2 separate regions of the Gasterosteus aculeatus genome follow, and region 1 is linked to region 2. The links are chromatin contacts, called in public Hi-C maps. All regions are on one chromosome and are shown on one strand. Each heading gives the region's core, a stretch centred on a gene start, on an enhancer-like site or on the middle of the called end of the contact. The rest is flanking DNA. Distances are from core to core; before and after follow the strand shown.

Region 1 (4,759 bases), core at 2,110-4,609, 37 kb before region 2:
GCTGCTGTCTCAGCTGAGCAGGTATTTATGTGAGAATAGTAAAAAAAAGGTTTATGATATGTGCAGTTGGGTGATTCTCCGGAATGCCGCAGCACTGGAGGCCAGTTGGCTGAACATGCACTGAACTGGTACACGGGATGAGGACAAATGAAATGACAAACATGAATAAATCACTGTGGAAACATGATGACGGTTTAAAAAAGATGACTCCAGGGATCAGTGAGTGAGTAAGAAAATGATGCAAAATCCAACATGCAAGGCCTCTATAAGTGAAAGCAGACGGTTTAATAGCACCAGGACCGGTTTTCATCAGAACACCTCACTGCAATGTTCAAAAAGTCAGCAATCACTTCTTACATGAAAGCCTCGCTGTTGAGCTTCTTGCGTGTATTTCTTTGGAACTCGGAGGAGCAAACAGAAGAGGTCCAGAAGAGGGCAGCAGCGACATCAGCTGCTGTGAATCACAGCCGCGAAGAAGAGTTCTTCTTCTTCTCTTCTCCACTGTGCAGCTGTTGGTTTCTGTCCACCGCAGAGACTCCGAGCACCAGTCCTCGGCAGATTTCTCTTCGTTCATTTAAAGAGAGAAACCTTGTTTTTTAGTCGGCGATGGCTGAAGGGCTGCGGTCGGAGCTGGATGAATTCCTGCAGGGTTTAAACATCCAGACGACGTGTGTGGATCACCCGCCGGTAAAAAACCTGCAAACTGCTCCGCTTCACTGCGACGTTAACAAAAAATAAAAAGATTCTTCTAAAGTCAGAAACTTTAGAACACATTTAAAAGCGACATTCGTCATTGAAGCGGCAGGTGTATACGATGCTGAAAGACTACTGAATCATGTTGTTACACATTTCAACGTGTTCGTATCTTCGCCTTCTCTGAAACCACCCGGATGCTTATTTTGAGACACTGCATTAATGATCGAGTGTTCGCACTAATTGTCTAATGCACTGATGCACTGATGCATTGATGCATTGTAATTACGGTGGTGTACTTTCAGCGTCGGGACACGTGGACGTGAACTTGTTATCTGAAGTAACGTTAAAGTTGCATTTCCACTATGCTTTTATGCCGGATTATTCATGGGATCAATCGAACATGAAATCTGGCAAAGACGTTCCTTCAATCATGTTCTTGTTAGAAATAATTAAGGTAACCTAGAAAGCAATAGTTTTTGGAAGGAGTCTGGGACGACATTCTCTCCAAATGGAAAACGTCACAAGTCAGATTTTATTCTGAAATACAAAGATTATACATTCACAAACTACCACACATTTTTAGTGTATTCATACGCCTTATGCGAAATATACATTTTAACGTTTTGAGAAACAGGAAATCATTTTCAGATCCATGTTTAGGGATTTTGTAACACGTTTCGGCTGCAATAACTCAAAGTGACCTGCAGGGGGCGCGATATGATCACTTATTATATAGATATTAAACCTTTTGATCTGCAGGTGTTCACCGTCGAGGAGATGATGCCTCACCTGCAGGACGTGAGCGGAGCCGTAACCAAGAACCTCTTCCTGAAGGACAAGAAGAAGAAGGGCCTGTGGCTGGTGTCGGCTCGGCACGACCGCCAGGTCAGCTCACGCCTCTACGTTCCCCCTCTCACACACACACACACACACACACACACACACACACCTGACCTGACCTGACCTGACCTGCGAGCGTGCGTGCGTGCGTGTGTTTCTCTGCTTTGTCCTGAGTGCATCCTCCCATAATCCCCTTGCAGGTGAACCTCAACAACCTCGCCAAGAAGCTGGGTGTCGGCAGCGGCAACCTGCGCTTCGCAGAGGAGGCGGCCATGTTGGAGAAACTCAAGGTGAGAGGCGGGTTTAAAAAACGCTCACTTCACGGAAACGTCAACAGCGAATCTGGTGGCTCTGGAGTCAAACCAGACGGAAGCGGTACGGTCTGAGTTCTACTTTCTCTGTCGGTCTCCCCCCAGGTGGGTCAGGGCTGTGCGACCGCTCTCGCTCTGCTCTTCGACAAGGACCACAGTGTGAGGTGCGTCCTGGACCGGGACCTGGTGGAGGGAGGCCACGAGCGGGTCTACTTCCACCCCATGACCAACGCCGCCACCATGGGGCTGCGCCCGGACGACCTGCTGCGCTTCCTCAAGGAGACGGGCCACGAACCCGTCCTGGAGAGCTTCGAGTAGGACTAAAGCCCGAGCAGCCTGCAGCGGTTAAACTGGGACCTGGAAATAAGCCAGATATGAGTTCTGCTTCAAAGATTCTTTTAGAAGGATTGCAAATGATGGAACCGGGGCCGTCTGCGGATTTGTTCTACACATTACACGCTGTTGTGGCCAAAATAATTAATTCAGATTCATCACAAATATGTCTCTTTATTGGCAAGTTATCATTACTATATATGGAATTATTTAAAAGGCGTTGGAACATTTTAAATTGTCAATTTTTTTTAATATATCACAGTTATCGGGAAAGCTGCTACGCGAGTAGATCAAGTGAAACGTAAAAAGTCTTCAGAGGGAACAAGTAGGAAGCTTGTGATGTTCATTTAGTTTCTAATGAATTGAAATACTGAAGCTCGTGAACCCAACGGGGACATTTTGGACGTCTCTGATCCATTTAGAGACCACCGGTTGAAGACAAAGACGTTGACTGTTGGTTTGTTGACAGACGTCTGTGACTTTGTGAAGCTGTTTGTTGGAGGATCAGACTTTGTGGTTTTCCATGTTTAAGCTCAGTAAAGAAATATGCTGTTGATTGTTTCAACCTCACTTTTTCCTCAATTCTAATTCCTTTTAAGAAATTTAACTTAAATTATTTAATTTTGACAAAATAGACGTTTGATCAAGTTGATTGCCGTTGTAGTTAAGAGCAGGCACTTTTATTAATAATGTGTGTTACTCCAGTTGATGTCCCACATTGAGGCTGTGAGGGACACTTTAGCACCATGTATAAGTCACTACCTTTATGAGCTGTGACTAATGGCTCTACTAATTGTTAAAAAATCATTGAACCATTTATAAATCATGAGCCACTGTGTTAACAGTAAGCCAAAGTCCACAGCTTGTACTCTTTATTCATAACCAAATACAATTAATGTCTAATTGTCCAATATCTGATTTTTCCTTTTTATATTACTTAGTTAAACAGTAGCAGTGCTCAAAAGTTAGGGATTGATGTGACTAGAAAGCTCAATAACCTACTTTTTATTGAACTTTTTGAAATGTATTTTTATTTAGCATTTAACTAATTTTAAATATGTATTATAATATATATATATATATATATATTTAACATAATTGTGTTCTTTATCAATTACTTAAGTCTCTCTATCTATCTATATATAGAGACACTGCACCCCTTTGGACTGCAGGAATGTCGTCATTCTAGTGCTTTCATTTTGAAAGGACGACCGGACGTGGTCGGTGTTTGCTGACGTCACCTTGGTGGCTCCTCCAGGCTTCACTCATCCGTCCCTCAGAGTCTGAAGGTAAGCAGCTGGCTACTGGGGGGGCAGTGACGCAGGTTTAATGTTCATCGGACTGTTCGCTCTTTAACCGGCACCTGCTGCGCAGTGTCTTTATACGCGCGTGTGCGCGCGTTACTATCCGCGTGCACATTGACGCTACGCGTGCACAGCACATGCATCGGTCTTTCTGCTGCTGTGAAACAGATGCTACTCGTGTTTAAAGCTGCAGGAGGAGAAGCTTCTATGTACGCGTGCGTGCGTGTGTGAGTGTTGCGCGTGTTCGTACGTGTGCGTGGGCCTCGTGTTTCTGCAGGATTCTTCTGTTTTCTGTTGTTTCTCTTCACTGATTCTCTGCACGAAAAATATTTATATTGTAAAAGTTTCTGAATTATTATATATTTTATATATTTATACATTTAGAAAGGTGACCAGGAATTAAAATCAAGGGTTAAACTAAAGTTAAGTAACTAAAACAAGCCACATTTTATAATAGTTAATAATACAACTATTATTGTGTGGGCATGCATGTTTGGATTTATTTGACATCACCACACTCTCTAACTACTCAGATGATGTCATCGTTATGTCACAGCTCTATCATAAAAACATTAAACCTGCTCACAGACTGAAGGTGGGGGGGGGGTCCAGCCAAGCTTTAATGAAACAGACAATTCAGTTGCAAAATGGGAATTTTGCACAAATTTAGAGCATTCTTCTTTTCAATAATGACATCCTGGAGGACAGTTAAGAGGAGACAAATTGATGTAAAGTTGTGAATTTCAGCGGTTTATAGAATAAAAGTAAGTCATACAACTCAAAGTCTTTCTCTCTCTCTCAGTCTGCATTCCTAATGAGAGCGGCTATTGTTGCATTGTTGTGTAAAATTAGCAAATGAATAAAACCTTACATGCTGACACTCAGTTCCCACGCCGAGTGTTTGTGTGTGTGTGTGTGTGCGGCTGCCCCCCCACCCCCCCTATCTCTTTAAAAAGAGATTAGTTGTGAAAAGTCTTATTATATTTTATACTTATTCTTAGAATGAGTTGGTAAATCAAGAAATGATTAGGCCCATAAGCAGTAGTTCCTTTTTAATCTAAGGGGGTGTAACGTTATCAAGATAATTAACTTAAAGTAAACAAAAAAAGATGCAACCAAAACGGGTGCTTTCCCCGTTACATTACATCATGAATTTAGATTTAGATTATTTTTGTCATTGCAGTAACATATGATCTGCATTTTGATGTTGCAGGTGACTGCACAGGAGCTTTTTATAAAGAAACAATGGATTTGTTGGTTAACTTTTTACACAGT
Region 2 (5,124 bases), core at 2,384-4,883:
CATCGTAAAACATCTAATAGTTGATTAATTTAGTATTGTGCGAAATGAGTCTCCGCAATTGAATAGCTGTTTACGGTACGTCGGCTACAGACGCTGACGTCAGGCTGCGTGTCGCCATTACGCGGTTGTCGATGTGAGGTTGAAAATGCAAAGAAGATGGGGCAAATTTAACGACAAGTGGATGGAAGAGGATGCATTTAGGAGGTGGTTGGCGCCGGTTGAAAACAACAATGAGGCAATGTGTGAACTACGCAAAAGACCTTTTCATTAGGGACCACGGGGCTGAAAGCCGTCGAGTCGCACATGAAAGGAGGAAAGCACCAGCGATACGTTGCAGCAGCTAGCCATAGCGGGGCCAGGTTAATTCCTGCATTGTTTGCAGCACGACCTAACGACGTTACAAGTTCACACGCCACCTCTCAGTCGGCTGTAACAAGTTTCATTTCAACACCAGACACCCAAAAGGCAGAGGTACTGTGGGTTCTCCATACTGTGACGAGGCACAATTAATTTAAATCTAATGATGACATACGTGGCGTCTCTGCTGCCATGTTCCCCGATCCGCAATCGGTTTGTTTAGTGTAATCCAAACTTATGTATGTTATGTTGGCTCTGTTCTGCATCAAAGGAATCACTTTGATTGTGTGTCACTAAGGGTTGTTCTCACACACACATACCACACTATTCGCTCTCTGCTACAACACCTATGCTTTCTCCTTTTAACAACAGACTCACTTCACTCTTCCCTCTCTAAACATTGAGACTCCTATCGCATTCTGTTTGATCGGTCACTCTTATGCACACAGACTCACACACATGCAGCTCTACTGTTGTTGTTTCTGCAGCACAACACAAAAACAGATAAAGAAATACTAAGCTATAAATCTTAATCCCCTCAATAACTGATGCGACAAGCGGGTGAAGGCTGGCCCAAATCGTCCCGTATGTTTAGATGGCGAGAGACCCCACAAATAGCCACATGTCACGATGTAATTATTGGAAACACTCGGTAGAACCATGAGAAAATCCTTGTTGGACAGAGACGGGGCCCAATGCTTTGATTCTCCTGCGGTGTTTCAGGGCATTTTGGCTGACATTTATAATTTTCTTTTAATACAACATTTTGTCTGAATATAATTTCCCAATTGCACAATTGATGACCAGACCTGGGTTATTGAGATCTCTCATGCCCACCATTCTCACACACACAACAATCACGTCTCATGAATTGATTTTCTGTCAGTTGTGTATTTGGTTTTAAGATTTTTGCATGAAATCATCATAACAATAATTTTCTACATTTTTCAGTTGTTTCCTTATTTATTCTTTCCTGTGTTTTTTTTCTTTCTGTTTTGTATTTTTGTGTTGACATGTTATCCGGCTGCAGCCAAACTGCAGCTGGTGGCAGTCAAGGGCGGAGCTAGTAGTCAAAGCCGGCTGCAGCGCTGTATGAGAAGAGCCCGCAGCCTGCAGCAACGCATGCAGCTACTGCAGCAACAGCAGGACTCAGTGGCAGTCAGACAGCAACCACAGCAGCAGCAGAAGGAGGAGCATGAGGAGGGGCAGCAGCAGCTGCAAGAACAGCCCAGGTACCCCCTGTAGTCTGAGCAGCCAAGCAGGAGTAGTATTAGCAAAACGTCACAGGTGCAAAATATAAAATTCCTAACAAGGCTAATTTTTAAAGCAATTTTATAGATGCATGTTCTCTTGATAGATGGTGGACGTGAGCGTTTGTGTATCCATCCGTCCAGTACTCCTGTGCACTGCCTCATTTGCACAGGTTCTGGAAGCAGCCTAGTGTGACGTAGTTTGTCAAGGAGAAGAAAAAGTCAGTGAGAGTAGAGGTACCACAGATTCTGGTTTTTGTCTCTTCCCAGGACTTCATGAAGCTGAACGCAGTCACGGCAAAAACTGTAATTAGACATTTTCAAGTGAAACTGAATCAACCGGCTCTGTTCTCGACTTTAAAGCCAATCATTTATTTGTACTACATGAAACAATTAATTTTGTTTGCTTCTTTAAAAAAATACATGGGGAAGCTTTATCGTGTCATGCTAGTGAATAGGAGACTACGGTTGTGCAACCAACATTACATTTCTTTTGGTCAAACATTATTTATTAGGGACTAACTAACACGGCGGCCTGCAGAGAGCCTTAGCAAGAGAGGTATTTGTTGTGGAGAGACGTGTTGTGACAACCAGCTCATGCGAGTGTGAGCCATGGGGAGAGATTGTCAACACTCTCCAGGAAACAACCTCCAAAAAACAGACACACACACACACACACAACGGGCCAAAGCTCTCGATTGACACCATCTGTTCCAAACATACTGCAGGTCAACACTTACGCACTTCCTTACTTTGTCTGTCTGTCTCTCTCTCTTTCTCTGCAGTGAAAAGCCTCTCTCGCTCCAAATACTTTTGACAGACAGACAATCCGACCAGTCAGCTGACAGTCAGGACCAACAGGCCCCGCCTCTCTCTCCATGCCTTGTTAAGCCCCTCCATCCCCAAACCAACTCCGTGTCTGACTGCGGCTCCGGCGCCGGGGCCCATACAGGTTCACCCAGAGACTACAGCATGACTGGAGGCCCCTGCTTTGTCTTTGGGAAACCCCTCACCAACACTAGGTCCCTCCCTGCCCTGTGCGTGGACAACTTGGAGGAAAACCACTTGGGAGACTTGGCTCCACCCCCTCAATCTAAGGAGGCGGAGCTTCCTCCCCAAAGAACCATAACGGCCCCTATTTGCATCCCAGTAAAGGCCCCGCCCCCGCCCAGGCAACCCTCTCAAACCTCTTCACCTGTTGGCACCGATGACAGGGGTCATCTGACGATGTCGGAGGCGCCTCATTCCACCAGAAACCCACATTGCAAGCCCCCCCCAGCTTGCCCCAGGGTAGCCCCACTCCCATCATCCTACCCAGTCAGGAATTGGTCCTGCTTATACTTGGACCCTCACGATGTCGTCGATTCTCCCGTTGACCCCCCAATCAGCTCGCCTCTTTACTCAACTCTCAACTCCAATTCCAATGTTCTCCCTCTGTCAGCCGTGAGCTGGCCCGCTCCGCCCTCCTCCCCGCCCCCCAGTCAGGACCACATAGCGGCCCTGCCTGTGGAGCGCTGGGCGGAAAACGTCAATAGATACTACGGCTCCCAGAATGCAACGGGAGGAGGGGGAGAGGATGTGCCCTGTGAGGAGCTCTCGGAGCTGGACTCTCTGTACCAGGCCAGTCTGCTGGCTCCCAGCATGCACCGGGGCAGCCGTGGAGTCAGTCCTCAACCGGCCAACAATAAACCAGGTAGTTACTGCAGATATACAAGTTCTATATTTCAAGTTATCCTGATGCTCCTAAATGATGCTAAGCTACCGTCAACAATTCACTCACCACTACAGGGGGATCAGTGTCCCTGTGAGATGTGCAGCTACAGAATAAAGTTATTCCGTATTTGTGTTGTACTGCTGCAACACACCCTTTTATTGTTGGTGTTGTATACAGTTAATGATCATTTGTGTGTGCGTGTGTTTTAGGTGTGAGGAGAATGCTGTCGGGGTCTGGACGCTCCAAGACCCCAACGGCTGAGATTGAGAGATGCGCCTACAGAACACCTGTTACAACTCATAAGGTGTGTGTGTGTGTGTGTGTGTGTGTCCAATAATTATTTTACATGTTTCAGATGAATTTCACAACCCAGTTTAATTTTGTTAATGTTTGCCAGGCCTCTCTGTGGTCTCGTTAGCAATTTGTCTAATTACATTTTAGGCCTTTTCGTGTTTCATTTCAAAGAACAATGATAAACTAAAGGGACACATGTACACCAACAAAGCATACCGGTTATACTCTATCTATAGAGAAGCGGTCGACAGGGTCGATTTGGGGACTATGGCTTTAGTTTCACAAGTTCCACTATTTATTTTCTCCTTTTTTTCAAAACAAACAGTATCTTGATTAAGTAAAGTTTGTAAAATGTTTTTCTCTGCCGGCCTCTTACCTCTGCAGTTGGCTCAAGATGAAGACGAGAGCTACAGTGCAGCAAACCTGCGACGCATTGCACGCAGCCTGAGTGGAAGTGCCATGGGGTCACGACCCCAAAGTCCCAGCTCCTCCCACAGCTGTGTAAGATACAAACACACACCGGACTGTTGACTGGTTTTCAGTTTACATCGTGCTGCCATGTTAGGCTCCTTACACTGTCTGAGCAGCTAAATATATTGTGGGTTTAATTAAGAGGCCACTTCATTCCTCTGCAGCAGAAAAGTGTTTTGTAGAACTGCAAGTGATGCTAAATTCCTCAGTACTTTGAAGGAAATAAATGATCATGTCTTTGCACAGCTACATGTTTTAATGTCTCTACAGCAGTGAAAAGCTTCTGTGTGGAACCCTGTGAACATCTGTACAGCTGTTCAGGTTTCTAAAGCAGCAGCCAGTGCTTCTCTGCAGAGCCTCTTTCTCTCAGTGCCTCTTCTCGGTTGCCGCTGGCGTTCAGCCTTCTTGTATTCCGCCCCCAGGAATCGCCTGCGGGCCGGCGCATTAAAGATTGATCACTGATTTAGTTTCCCATTAGGCTTTTAACCTCGGCCTCGCTGCGAGGCGAAGCCGGCCTGATCTGAACCGACAGCTGAGGCCTGACTCCAGATATCTGACTAAGAAGGAGGAGCAATCCTGATGTTTAGCCAGAGGATTGTATGCCTCGCTGTAGGAGGGTCGCTATAAAAGTCTGTCCGCCTCGTCTGTGATTCAACCACCGACAGGAAAAAAAAAGCAGCGTTGCCAAAGAAAAGCTTTATTTTTTTCTGTTGAACAGAATCAAAGTTCTGACTTATTGTCATTTACTGCCACACAAATCTAGATCCCACGCTCCATCATACCTTCATGAAGAGTAAAACTGAAGTCAACAAGCCACAAAATCAACTTCTGATGAGACGCCAAAGAAAAGAAACAAAAGAATGTCCTAGTAAATCTTTATAGCTCCAGTTGTTATCATATCATTATTGATATTTTTATAAATGTTCAATATAAAAAATCATATGTATAAAAAGCTGCAAAAGGACGAAACTAAGTGGGCTAAGTGGGCAGGTATTGCAGGCTTGAATTAAGGAAAAAATCCTCTTCACCTTTTTCCAT

The links. A called contact is a pair of places that touch in the nucleus more often than the background predicts.
Region 1: a contact with region 2 is called in a Hi-C map of skeletal muscle, with 2.1 times the contacts expected there. The contact joins the promoter of usp54a here to the enhancer-like site in region 2. A contact is called at or near these places in 4 of 6 Hi-C or Micro-C datasets (skeletal muscle, tail fin and whole body).

What each region holds. Positions count from the first base shown.
Region 1 is chr6:16,830,569-16,835,327 of fGasAcu3.hap1.1, reverse strand. It overlaps usp54a (ubiquitin specific peptidase 54a), which reads left to right and starts at 3,359. Exons shown (of 23, transcript XM_040177948.2): 1 at 3,359-3,469. prorsd1 (prolyl-tRNA synthetase domain containing 1) reads left to right here and starts at 417. Exons shown (of 4, transcript XM_040177958.2): 1 at 417-687; 2 at 1,456-1,581; 3 at 1,737-1,826; 4 at 1,953-2,734. The coding sequence starts at 607. The coding sequence ends at 2,165.
Region 2 is chr6:16,793,805-16,798,928 of fGasAcu3.hap1.1, reverse strand. usp54a (ubiquitin specific peptidase 54a) reads left to right here. Exons shown (of 23, transcript XM_040177948.2): 18 at 1,388-1,589; 19 at 2,393-3,300; 20 at 3,531-3,625; 21 at 4,000-4,116. Among protein-coding and RNA genes, the nearest start is that of mmrn2a, 23 kb to the right of the region's middle. Within about 2 kb of position 3,633, at least 2 of the 9 cell types and tissues checked have open chromatin away from gene starts, as enhancers often do.